2 separate regions of the Mus musculus genome follow, and region 1 is linked to region 2. Evidence: chromatin contacts called from public HiChIP or PLAC-seq data. All regions are on one chromosome and are shown on one strand. The core of a region is the stretch at or near the end of the contact, and the rest is flanking DNA. Distances in the headings are between cores, read along the strand shown.

Evidence for each region. HiChIP or PLAC-seq counts read pairs in DNA pulled down with a chosen protein or histone mark.
Region 1: a contact with region 2 is called in an HNF4G HiChIP or PLAC-seq map of pancreatic cancer cells. The contact joins two enhancer-like sites. A contact is called at or near these places in 1 of 39 promoter capture datasets (the 3T3-L1 cell line), 1 of 15 datasets of contacts at CTCF or cohesin (the NIH/3T3 cell line), 9 of 484 Hi-C or Micro-C datasets (3T3-L1-derived adipocytes, the C2C12 cell line, the MC3T3-E1 cell line and 4 more) and 3 of 115 datasets of contacts at active chromatin or transcription factors (the HPC-7 cell line, the NIH/3T3 cell line and pancreatic cancer cells).

Annotation. Positions count from the first base shown.
Region 1 is chr17:75,268,987-75,274,962 of GRCm38.p6, forward strand. It overlaps Ltbp1 (latent transforming growth factor beta binding protein 1), which reads left to right. Exons shown (of 34, transcript NM_019919.4): 11 at 4,881-5,048. Among named protein-coding and RNA genes, the nearest start is that of Rasgrp3, 160 kb to the right of the region's middle. Within about 2 kb of position 3,580, at least 26 of the 459 cell types and tissues checked have an H3K27ac peak or open chromatin away from gene starts, as enhancers often do. A contact at or near this core is called in the HPC-7 cell line and pancreatic cancer cells, where this site is marked.
Region 2 is chr17:75,170,659-75,176,855 of GRCm38.p6, forward strand. All of the region lies in intron 4 of Ltbp1 (latent transforming growth factor beta binding protein 1), which reads left to right. Among named protein-coding and RNA genes, the nearest start is that of Ltbp1, 170 kb to the left of the region's middle. Within about 2 kb of position 4,568, at least 4 of the 459 cell types and tissues checked have an H3K27ac peak or open chromatin away from gene starts, as enhancers often do. A contact at or near this core is called in the HPC-7 cell line and pancreatic cancer cells, where this site is marked.

The DNA.
Region 1 (5,976 bases), core at 2,330-4,829, 97 kb after region 2:
TTAGACTGTAAAGTTCTCATACAGAGCACATTTGAAAACTGATGTCAGGATTTGGAATGTTAGGGAACAAACAAAGCTGTCGGGAATATCCAGATAATTTAGAGGTATCTTTCGGGCACTTTGAACTACATAAGAGAATATTTAGACAGGTTCTAATTTAAGCAGCATTTATTGTTAAAAAAATTTGATGCAGTGTTAGTTGTAAATTCATTTTTATCTTACCCAGTCTGGTTAGAGTTCTCACAACCTAATCTGGTTGCAGATTAGGTTAACTTGGAGAACCGGCCGTAGACTTGTGAGTTTGACAAGATCTCATGTCTAGCATGATGAAGGGCAGGCATCCAGGCTTTAATGAAATTGTAGAAACCTGCCAATGTGACTCTTGAAATACTTGCATAGCTCTTCAGAGTGTATTTTTCTTGCCATTGCCCAAATAATTCTGAACTTATTAAACAACCATCCATTCTTATTTGAAAAATAAATAATTCAATTTTACGGGTCAGCTGCAAACAGCTGAAATGATAAGTATTAAGTGATATTTGTTGCTAGTTAAGTGTTCCAGTTTAGAACTCAGAGTTAAAATTGGGCCCTTTACCAGCATGGAGACCACAGATGTATGTCTGTCTTTCTTTCTTTCTTTCTTTCTTTCTTTCTTTCTTTCTTTCTTTCTTTCTTTCTTTCTTTCTTTCTTTCTTCCTTTCTTTTTTTCATCTGTGAATTTACCACATATGCTATCATGAATGTGTGTCCAATTCCTTCAGAGTTTGTGATTTGTACCTATTTGTCCAGATTTGTTTATGAACTCTATAAAGAAACTGACGAGGAATCTAAAGCCAGTTGGAAAGAATCAGGGGAGAATGTGATGTTCTCAATAAGTGGGGACAACTAGTGTATCCTTCATAGTCATGACAGAGTAGCAAAGGAATTGGGAAAGGAGCGAGTATGCTTGTGTGTGTGCGCGCACACATACACACAGAGCTTGAATGTGTAAGCATGCCGTAGAGACTGATAGCATTTGCTTAAGCAGCATGAAATTAGGGTACATCCTGGTCATAAAATGTGTGGCTGACTCTGAACTCTTAAGAAGTGTACTTGGCAGTCACTAGGATCTCTGGGAAGTTCTTGGTGTTCCTGAATGCTGTGAGGTGAACACCCTTGGCGTTCTTTGACTCCAGCTGAAGGGTGCAACCATTTGCCATTCTTGCCTTGCCCACGCTCTGCCCTTGACCTTGTGAGGTCAAACAGAAGAGAAGAGGAGGTGGCTGACAGTTGCTGCCTCTTCTCACCTGTGTTTAGGGAGCTGGACCAGTGTCCTCCAAGCCTGCCCCTGCCTATCTTGTGGGACAAAGTGAAAAGCTTGGGTTTATCACAGTCGTGTGGAGAAAAGTAGATTCAATTGGGGGAAGACTTTCTGCCTTCTGAACTGCACTTGTTCTTCTGCAGGCATTTATGCATCTTCTGATGTCTGCAGCTGAGGTTCAGGAAAGGGCCCCAGATGAAAGCAATCTGTCTTGGGGCTTTTAATGTTTTATGTGTTCTCTACCCTTGAACTTGGAGTTAAAGGAGGCCAGGGAGGAGATCTGCTCAGGAACTTCTACCATCACCCTAGAGGTCATGAGACAAAGAAGGGCGAGTCCTTTCTAACGTGCCAGTCTTGTTTAGGATTTTTATTTAGTTTCCCCACCCACTTTACCAAGATTGTAATTATTGCTCATGTCTCACATGTTGGAAATTAAGGCAAAGAGAGTTCTAGAAACCTCACCAGATCACCTAAGTAGTAATCAACAGTTGAGATTTAAAACTAGGATTTGGGCATCCAAGGTTCTGGGTTCTAGGTCAGCAGTTGGGAAAATCGCAGTCTATGAATGGAACCAGCCTATTGTCTGGTTTTGTAAATAATGTTTTATTGGTACATAGCCATATCCACATACATGTTGTCTAAGGCTGCTTTTGTGATAATCATGGCACAGATAGTGAGTTGGAACAGAGACTGTTGGGCTAATAATCCTTAAAATATGTATAATCTGGCCCAGATTATATGAAGGAATTGGACACACACATATACAGAAAAAAAAAATCGTGCTGACCATTCAGCTGAACAGCTGTCTGGTAGAACATTCTGAGACAATAGGAACATTTGCATCCACACTGCCTGAGGAAGACATTAGTCAGTCCAAACAGAGGAACTATTACCCCGCTGCTAAGCTTTCTTTTATATTTAGTCTGTGACCTTCGACCTTTCATGGCTCGCTTGCACAGGAACCAGAGAGTGGACAGAAGAAGGAAGGCTCCAGATAGTTCTGTCTGCCCACTTATTTTAGAAGCCATACCAGAGCTGGCTTTATTAGACATATTTTGTGAAGGTTATTATGCTTATTTTGTTCCGTCAATTTTTTGCCATATGAGTGCTTGAACTCATGACCTTGCACATGCTTTGCCACTGATCCACACCCTCAGTACATGTGTGGGTTTGGAATCTTCAGGGGTGTTCTGTTTTTCCATCCACTCCCTATCCTCCAACCCTCAGTTCCCTTGTAATCTCTCTCTTTTCTTTGTTGAACTTCTGTTACTAAGTAATGGCTGAGTTGGGCGCATGTGTTCTTGATAGAGCAGAGAGAGCTGGGTTTTATATTGTTATAGGTGTCTTAACATGCATTCTGTGTCTACAGTGTGTCAAGGATTTAGAATATCATAGATGAGTGTACATACTGACCCTATTCTTTATAAGCAAAAAAGTTGAGGCTTGGCCAGTACATAATTTAGCATTAAAAATAAAACCAACCAAACAAAAATCCAGAACTAACAGGATAAGTATGTGTCCAGGAGCCAATTCCTTGAAAGAAATATCCCTTCCATATAAAAAATAAGTACGAGTGAATATTCTTTCTTGCATGGTAATGCATACATTTATAAGTATGAACATGCAGGCACATCACACATGTTTTTGCAAAAGTAAGAGGAGGGTGCCTTTATTTCAGGTAACTGGTTGACTGACAGAGTAGTTGGCAGACTTTCCACTCAGAAAAAGCTGATGTAGTAGCTTGCTACTGAAGGGAGCTGACTGACAGAATTTATTCTTGCTCAATGCAGATCAGTATTTTTTTTCTTGTATATGTTTGAACAGATTGGGTGAAGCCCATTCATATCATAGAGGATAAATATCTTCAGTCAAAGTCCTCTGGCTTAAATATCAGTGTTGTATGAAATAGCAGTAAAACCCAGACGACTCCAAAAACAACCGACAATCCAGTATCTGTTTAAATACCTAAGTCATAGTGCTTAGCCTTGTTCATACACAAACTTAGTCATTATTTCCAATCAAAATGAGTTTCCCATAAACCTAGAAAGTGTTATGTAAATGAAAATATGAAAGAATAAGGGTCAGGAAAGATAAGTGTATTAATACCTTTTGTTGCGTACTATGGATAAAACACTATGACCAAGGCGACTTAAGGAAGACAAAGTTTAATTTGCCTCCATTTCCAAAGGGTTAGAGTCCATAGTGTTTGGGACAGCAAGGGTCAGGCATAGCAAGAGAAACAGGAGACTGGGACCTCACAACTTGAACCACAAGTTGAATGAAAATAAAGGAAACTGGTAGTAGTGAGATGTGCATGTGTGTAATCTCAGAGCCTGTGCCCAGTGACACACTTCCTCCAGGAAAACTTTACTATCTAAACTTCCCCAAACAGTACTGCCAATCGGGGACCAAGTTTCCAAATGCTGTAAACTAGGGGGCACATTTCCCATTCCATCATCACACAGCAGGTTTCCTGAAAATTGGGGGGGGGGGACAGGCGAGTGGTAGATTCACATTTGAGAGCCACCCATGTCCCTTGCGTCTTCATCTGCCATCTGACTTCATTATTCAGATTATTCTCAGAGCATCTAACCTGGAAAGTCAGTCCTGTTGGAAAGGTGGAAATGTGCATCTAAGCAGGAAGGGCAAAAAAGTTGGATTGAATTGTGAGTACCAGGGGCTGGAGAAAAGGCAATTGGGATGACACCATAAGAGAGAAAAGGTATGGCTGAGATGGGGAAACAGACAGGAGGCCACCAACCTGGGGCTAACCTGACAGTGTTGTCTCACACAGAATCTGGTCCTGTAGCACGTACTACCCCAACCATGCACTATGCATGCATTAAGAGATATACAGCTGAAAGGCAAGGCTGTGTCTTGCTCTCGACTTTGCCTCTTGTGCCAGCATTTGAATGAAGTGCACTCACTCCTGATTTACATTAGAAGATCAGGGTGAGGAGACAGGAGTCAGATGATAACAGCTTGGTTACCTTTGCAGCATAGAATGAGGGCTTGAGAGTTTGCCTACTCTGATGTGCTTGCCACACTGAGACTTTGTGTATCTCAGCCGATCAGCAACCACTCCCTGTCTGCCATGTATGTTCTCTGGCCTTGGGTGAGAATTCCTGAGCTTCTGGGACAGCTACCCAGCTGCTGGTTTGTGGTACTAAGCTTGCTGCTGATTTTCCATGGTGCCTGGACATTCATCAGCCATTGATTTAGAGCCAACTTTTTACTCCAGTCTCAGGAAACAGTTGGTCAAAATTGTGATTAGTCATAGATGACTAGGTTGGTTAGATAGCTAGCTAATGGTGGAAATGTTTAACTTAAACACACATTCCTATATTAATATTTGTTAAAAATAGAATCCAGCCAGAGACAGGAATAATTAATTAAGAGTATTTGCTGCTCTGACACCAAGATGATTTAGAGAATGAACACTTAACAAATTATTCCCAGAATCTAGATTGATTTATCTTAAAGCAAGGTTTGTCATCCATGCTGTGAGGACCATCTTATGTTAACTTAAAATCGATCTGACTTGTTTCTTCAGTGACATCAGGCTTGTCTCTTTCTTTAGCGGATCCCCCTGTGATCTCAGAAGAGAAAGGGCCCTGTTACCGCCTTGTCAGTCCTGGAAGGCATTGTATGCACCCTCTCTCTGTTCATCTCACCAAGCAGATCTGCTGTTGTAGTGTGGGCAAGGCCTGGGGCCCACATTGTGAGAAATGTCCCCTCCCAGGCACAGGTAAGCCGTAACCACCTGTATATACACTAATGTTCCCAGCTCCGGGAACAAAGTGACCTCAGCAGTTTGGGTTACTTTAGGTTTCTGAGTTTAGCTTTTAATAGTATTATGTGTTTGTATTATTTCTGAAGAAAGCAGAGTTGGAGAAGTTCAAGTCAGAAAAGAAAATGTACATAGGAATTCCCCATTATTTATGGATTTCTTTTTACATGTTAAGCTAAGAAGATAAACCCTTGTATTTTATTATCAGCTTCTAGAATGAGGACTGATATTTAAGTATAAAACCAGAAAGCTCTACTAGGCAATGTGCTTTCCTAGTGGTTTGCTGTCCATGGTTTTACAGCCCAGTGGACATTGACTTATTTATTCAGTTATTAAAATTGCACTTGATTTCTCTAATTGGAAATACAAAGAATTGTATTCAACTATGAGAGTATGAGGAATCAATAAACTCCCAAGCAGAGTCAGGAGTTCAGTGGAAGAAAAGGAGGCATGACCTGCAAGCACTGGGCATCATAAGATCAAGGAAGGCGTGGCATCGATTTCACTGGCTTGGTACGGGTGCCAAGCATCACACTAAATTGCTTACTTTAGAGGAACTTCCCTTATAGGAACACGCATTAAATCTCTAGGTGTCTTACACGACATTGTGTAGTAAATCACACAAGAGTAGATAGGATTTAAATGTAAATTTTAGTATCATAGTTCACCTTTGGTAGTGGTTAGAGTCAAAAGGAACAGCTACGGCAAAAATAGGAGTTTATTGTCAATGAACTGATAGATGGATGCTTTTAGACTCCTCCCACAGGCTCTAGCACCCTCTTGTGCCTTCTGACACACTTATTACTAACAAAGCTTTGCCATTCATAGGCCCACATCTCTCCTTAAGGTCAATTTTGTCAGGGTTTTAATCCTTACATGAAGTGTA
Region 2 (6,197 bases), core at 3,318-5,817:
TTAGTTCTTGGTTCAAAGTAAATCATAGGTTGAATGCATGAGGTAGGAAACTAGACCTGAAATACATGGAGATAAGGGATGAAGCCTTGCATCTTCATGTATGTTCTTTTGGTTAGGCTGTCACTCTGAGCTTAGAACCAAAGTGTTTTTGTCTTTTGGAATGAATGTGACCACTACTTCCCTAAGAGTTATTACATCCAGACAATGATGTACTAACAGTGAATGGATCCTTACTAAGTTAGAAGTAAATGAAAAACTAAATACCTTAGAGACTCCAGATTTTATCTTTGAAATAAAAGGGGTCTTCTGTCATAGGATTTTTTTTGCATAATATGTTGTTTGGTAACAAAAATTGTTTTTCTTTTGAAAATGTGCTGAGAAATTCTATTTCCTGTTACCTAGGTCATTATTTCTTTTGGTTTTATTTAATTTAAAAATTGTTTTACATAAAAAAAATCATTAGCTATTTTGGTAATGTTTTAATGTTTTAGGGAAAATACCTTTAATAACTGCAGAATTTGCAAGTCATAATGGCTTCTGTTTTCTCTTGCTCTAACATGCTAGTGATTAAAATACTTCTCTAGGCAAGCGTACACATAGCAAATACAGTTTAAGAGTAAAGGCTTCATAGGCGTGTCATGTAATTTCCCACAGGTAAATATTAATATTAATTTCATGTCATGTCCAATTTCATCCTATTTTTGCTTAGGTACTTGGTGTGAAATGGTTAGTTTTATGGAGTTTATATAAAACGAATAAAAAAGAAACAGAAGAAACTTACATCAAATAGGAAATTCAGGGTACAATTAGGCAATGTGGGATGTTCTTGCAGTTTTATCTTCGGTTGCAGTGAGGGACTTCCCTGAAAAATTGATGGGAGAAGGCTTGAAGAACACGAGGGATAGAAGTAGCTATGTGTGTCTATAGAAGAACATTCCAGCTGAGGCAGCAAGTGCCAAGGCTGGAGACAGGAGTGTGTAAGTGTTTCAGGAATGGCGAGAAAACCAGAGATGAGGGTGGGCAGAGTTATGGTCTTGGCTCCACGGGTTTTGAAAGGCCCGTGGCTTATACCTTGATTGAAGGAGACACCGTGGAAGGGAGGAGAACTGTGCTCTGACTGTTCTTACAAAAGGGTACACTGGATGCTGTGAGGAGAGTGAGCCGTGGCAGGGGATAGGAAAGCAGCGTCCAGATAGGAAACAGCTGAAGCAGTCTAGATGGAGCGATGGAGCACTGCAGCCAGAGGTCATCAGGAACTGGAGGAGATGTGGGTGCTTCCTGAATAACAACTAACAAACAGCATTTGCTGCCATATCGCTGCCAGACAACAGAAAAAAGAACAAGATTAGAAGAAATATTGAAGGGAGCTTAGTTCTGGATATGTTTTTTGACTAGGAACATGTCCCTGCAGAGCATGTGGTTGGCTTGGTGTGTGTGTGTGTGTGTGTGTGTGTGTTAGTATGTCATCGATGGTAGACTTTGGAACAAGAGAGACCAGAGGATTTGTTGTTGTATTTGACAATGTGGAATGCACTGGAAACCTTCCTAAAGGCAGGTATAATGGAGTGTTGACAGCGAAACCTGGTTGGTTTCAGCAAACTGAAGAGGAAATGGTAAGAGAGTTAGGAGATAGCTTTTGTATGTGAGGGGCCACAGTAAAAAAAAAAAAAAAAAAAAAAAAAAAAAAAACCCTGACAACATGACCACTAGGTTGATGTGGTTAATATCAATGAGAGAGATTAGAGAGAAAAGCAGACTGAACATGGCAAGGACACTGGACGTGGCCAGGCCTGGAGAGCAGGGGAGAGTAGTGGAGGCAGAGAGATAGCAAGAGAGACAGGGAATAGAGCGGGGCTGGGGAGTAAGAAAGAGTAAGAGATAGAGAGTGAGTTCAGGGAACATAGCCCCGTTAAAAGGACGAGGACCTGGGGGTGAGGGGTGGGGTGGCTAGGACGCTAGCATAGACTTATGACAGGTAGCTATGATACTGAGGAAGCCCAGAGACCAGCATGGGCTTTGTCATGCTGATAGGCACCAAAGTAGCCATTTGTCCCCTCTGCCAGAGGTAAGAGAGGAGTCCCTTCTTGGCAGATGGGACCAGTCTCCTAAGTTCCTGAGCAATTCTAGCTTTTATCTAATTGTCAAAAGTCCTGTAGTCCAAGTTGAGCTGGACCTAGACTCAGTATTGGACTAAGTCAGCGGTCCTGCCATTGGGGAAGAATGGGGTGCCCTTTGGACCTGGCAGTTTTATATTAAGGAGGTCAGAGAAGCAGAACGTCGTCTGGAATAGAGTGGATAGAACAGAATAGAATTACATGAGAACAATACAGCGTGATTGCTTGCTAATGAGGATGAAAGGGTGTGGGTGTGGGATGTCTGAGAAGGCCGGAGTGGAGAGCTTCTTGTGCCCAGTGGAAAAAGTGACCTTGGGTGGGCTAACATTTTTCGTGTGGAGAAAGGCAGGGGAACTTAGCCAGAGGTCACCTAATGAAGAATGTGTCCTTAGATCCTCTATTCTCTGGGAGAGTTAGGCAAGCGAGGTCATAATGAGAGCCTGGGGTTGGTAGAGGCTGCACATCTCAAATAGGCCTTTGGATGAGTTCATGTGCATTTATGTCTTAAAACTCCATATTATTTGACTACTACTGCACTGTGTGTGTGTGAAACCATCCGACTAATTGTTTGAGATCGGATCTCTCACTGGAGCTGAGAGCTAGACCATTTGGTTAGGCTGGCCAGCCAGTGAGTCTAAGAGATGTGCTGTCTCCATCCCTCCGGCTTTGAGATGACGAGATCAAAGGCGCACATCCTTGTGCACAGCCTTTTCTCCTTTTACAGTGGGTTCCCAGACCATTATGTTCCCTTAGAAAGCACTCTGTCCGCTGAGCCACTCCTCGAACCCCTCAGTGCTGCTTTTTGATAACCAGTATCCTCAGGCCAGACACGGCAATTTATTATTTGGCCGAATATAATTTTCTACTTCTCTCTCTGTTCTTCCGTAAGGCAAATTTTTTCATAGCTGTCTATAAATAGAAGGAAATGTTAATTTATGTGTGTGCACTCCAGAGAAAGACATAACCAGCATGCGGTTCCCTCCAGTGACTATGAAGGGAGAGCTGGGACGGGAGAGAAGGGTCAACATGTTGGTCACTGGAGCTTAGTTACCTGTGTGGCAAGGAGAACTTGCACAAACTCAGAGTAGAAATCTCGCAGGATATTCCTTCTTGGAAGATTTTCCAGTCCCTGGGCATTTACCCCATGAGGTATGAAGAACATACAGCACTCCCTGAATGTTCTTTTCATAATCTAGAAAGGAGCTAACTCTGGATCCGAATGGTAAAGCCCTATTGGGCTAAACAGCATGGGATACTCTAAATATTTCTCCTTCAAGGAATTCCTGACCTTGGGGCAAGTGATAGACTGCGCGAGTGGGTGCATGACCTGTTGGGTCAGTCTCTCTCTGCTGAGTGGGGGTGGGGGGTGGGGGGGTGGGGGGGTAGGGTTGTGTTACCTGTGTTGACTGAGCCTGTGTGTCTTCAGCTGGGCCTCAGTTAATGGCAGGGTAATGGCGTTTCATCTGAGAGGCTGCCTCTGATGGAACGGACGTTGCCTGTGCTTGCTGGTTCCTGTTGTTTAAGTTGGATGCGTGCTGACGCGATGGAGCAGCAGTCTGGGTAAATGCTAAGGGGACCATATTTGTTCGTGACATCGGAAGTGAGGCCTCAACTTGTTATATTTATTTCTCTGGCTGCCCCCATCTTATGACTGAACCGTGGCAAGTGAACTCTTTTCTAGGCTGCAGTCCATTTGTCAGAAACAATTTCCATAGTTTTGAATTTTCTTTTTGGGGAGTAGTTGTGCAGCACAAATGAAAGCTTCCCCCTCCCGTGGCACTTGCAATTCACTCTAAATGTCTGTGGTTTGCTCTAAGCCAGGCATCAGTGCCTCTTCTTGGAGGTATAAGTTCACGTAGGGTCTGGCAGAAGTTGTAGACAGGATGTTGACTTGTGTGTCTTTGACTGACTGACTAGGAGGCCCAGGAGAGGTGCTACATGGCTCCAGGCAATCTCAACTTTTTAGCCAAGGCCTCTAAAATGTAAGGTCTTAAAGTGCTTGCTTAAGATTTCTGGGGCTGATTTACCCACAAGGATCTTTTAAAATTACACTTGTTTTCTCCCAGAGAGAACATGGGCAAAGGCTGTCCGGTGATCTCCCTGCTAACTCCTGACTTGGTCCCCTTTTTGCTTCTCAGATTTAGTAGTTCTCATAAGCTATGAAATGCTCTCCACCAGGGTCTTCCACCATTGCTAGTCTTATTCTCTGATGATGCAGCAGGGCCTTAGACAGAAATGACCTACGGCAACCTGTGAGTCCCGGTCCCGTGAGGGCTCCTTGTGTTATGACAGTTCTGAGTCACTTTACTTATTTTAACATTTGCTGGCAACCATATACAAGACACAAGAGTCCCTCAGTAATAGGCAAGTCATGAGAATGTCTCCTATAGCCCAGTGGCTTTTGGAGGATAGCTCACATCCATGGTTACTGACATCATTGTAGACTCTTGGATGGTGACCAAGTATAGGCTTTTACTCCTGCAACTGAGGAAGTCGAAGCCCTCGCTGGTGGACCACAGTTTTGTGTACTTGAAATGTGAAGTCCTTCCTTAGGAAGGTAGAAGTGGTTTAGAGAACTCAGTTCTTATTGAGACCCTGACAGGAATCTGAACAAACTGATTACTGTCAGCTTTTTTTATTTTTCTGATACTGATTTTGGACAGTGTGGTGTTGGAAACTCAGACCAATGATTATGAACAATTAATTGTATTGTGACAAGACAAAAGGACCCACCAGGAATATCAGTGTCTATTTTAGAATTAGATTCTAGCGGAAAGCTTGTAAAACATAAGGGGAAATATGAAAAATTATGCATCTCCTGCTTCCTGGACAATATGAGCATTTTAAAAATCAGGGTTACGTCATATGAAGCTGTCTCTGCCTTTTGAAAATCCAAATGAGCCTGGGTCAAAATATTTTTTGGCAGAGGAATATACATTGTTTTGAAACAATAGGCTGGGAGAACTTCGAGTGCCTCTGGAGTGACTCCTGTAGCTCCGAGGTGAGGCAGGACTCATGGTTGACTGGTCGCTTTCTTTGGATGTCTCAGTTGCTATAAGCAAGCATCTGTATAGCAGATGCTATGCTGCAAGTGAATGCTGGAGAGCACTGGATAGTTGGTAGAGGGTTTTATTTATTTATTTTTATTTCATTATTGAACCATGATCTAGAAGAAATCCAAGTTTGTATTCTTCTGAAGAGAGACGATGTTGTCATCTGCCAGTGTATATGTCCCTCCCCAACGTGAGCTTGTGCTTATGCACGCAAAGTGTCCTCGAGATATTTGTAACTGTGGTCTGACAACATGAGACCAAGCTGCATTTGTTTATGCTACTGTTTAAAAAAAAATGAGAAGAATTCTATTCAGCCGCTGACAGTATTTCATTGTATGATTTTAAATTTCTAGGGTGGATGCCCAGATATTTGGAAATATTCATAGAAGTATTTAAAATTGAGGGCAGTAAACTATTTCTTTAAACAAAGTTCTACTGGAACACAGCTATGTTCACTACTTGCATGTCTTTGAGTGTGAGGGGAGGGGAGGGGTCGCAGCGAAGGATAGGAAGGGGCATCTGATGCCCTGAAGCTGGAGTTGGAGGTGCTTGTGGACTGCCCAACATGGCTGCTTGGATCCAAACTGCAGTCCCCAGGACAGGGCAGCGAGCGCTGAGCCATCTTTCCAGCCCTCTAAACTCCTAGGTACAGGTGCATTTGGGCTATGCCAGTAGAGCCAAATGGTTCTAATAATGTCCTTTTGGCCTGCATTTCTATACTCTACTGCCTAGACTGTGAGCCTCTGCTCTAAGTTCTGACAGCCGCTGCTTATACAATGCAATTTTGAAGAATGCTGAAGTCCTCTTTGCAAGTAAAATATCTATTTATTAAACTAATTCCTTCTTTCCTTCCTTCTTTCCTTCCTTCCTTCCTTCCTTCCTTCCTTCCTTCCTTCCTTCCTTCTTTCCTTCCTTCCTTCCTTTCTTCCTCCCTCCGTCCGTCCCTCCCTCCCTCCCTCCCTCCCTCCGTTCCTTCTTCCCTTCCTTTTTTCCTCTCTTCCTCTTTTCCTCTCTTCCTCTCTTCCCCCTT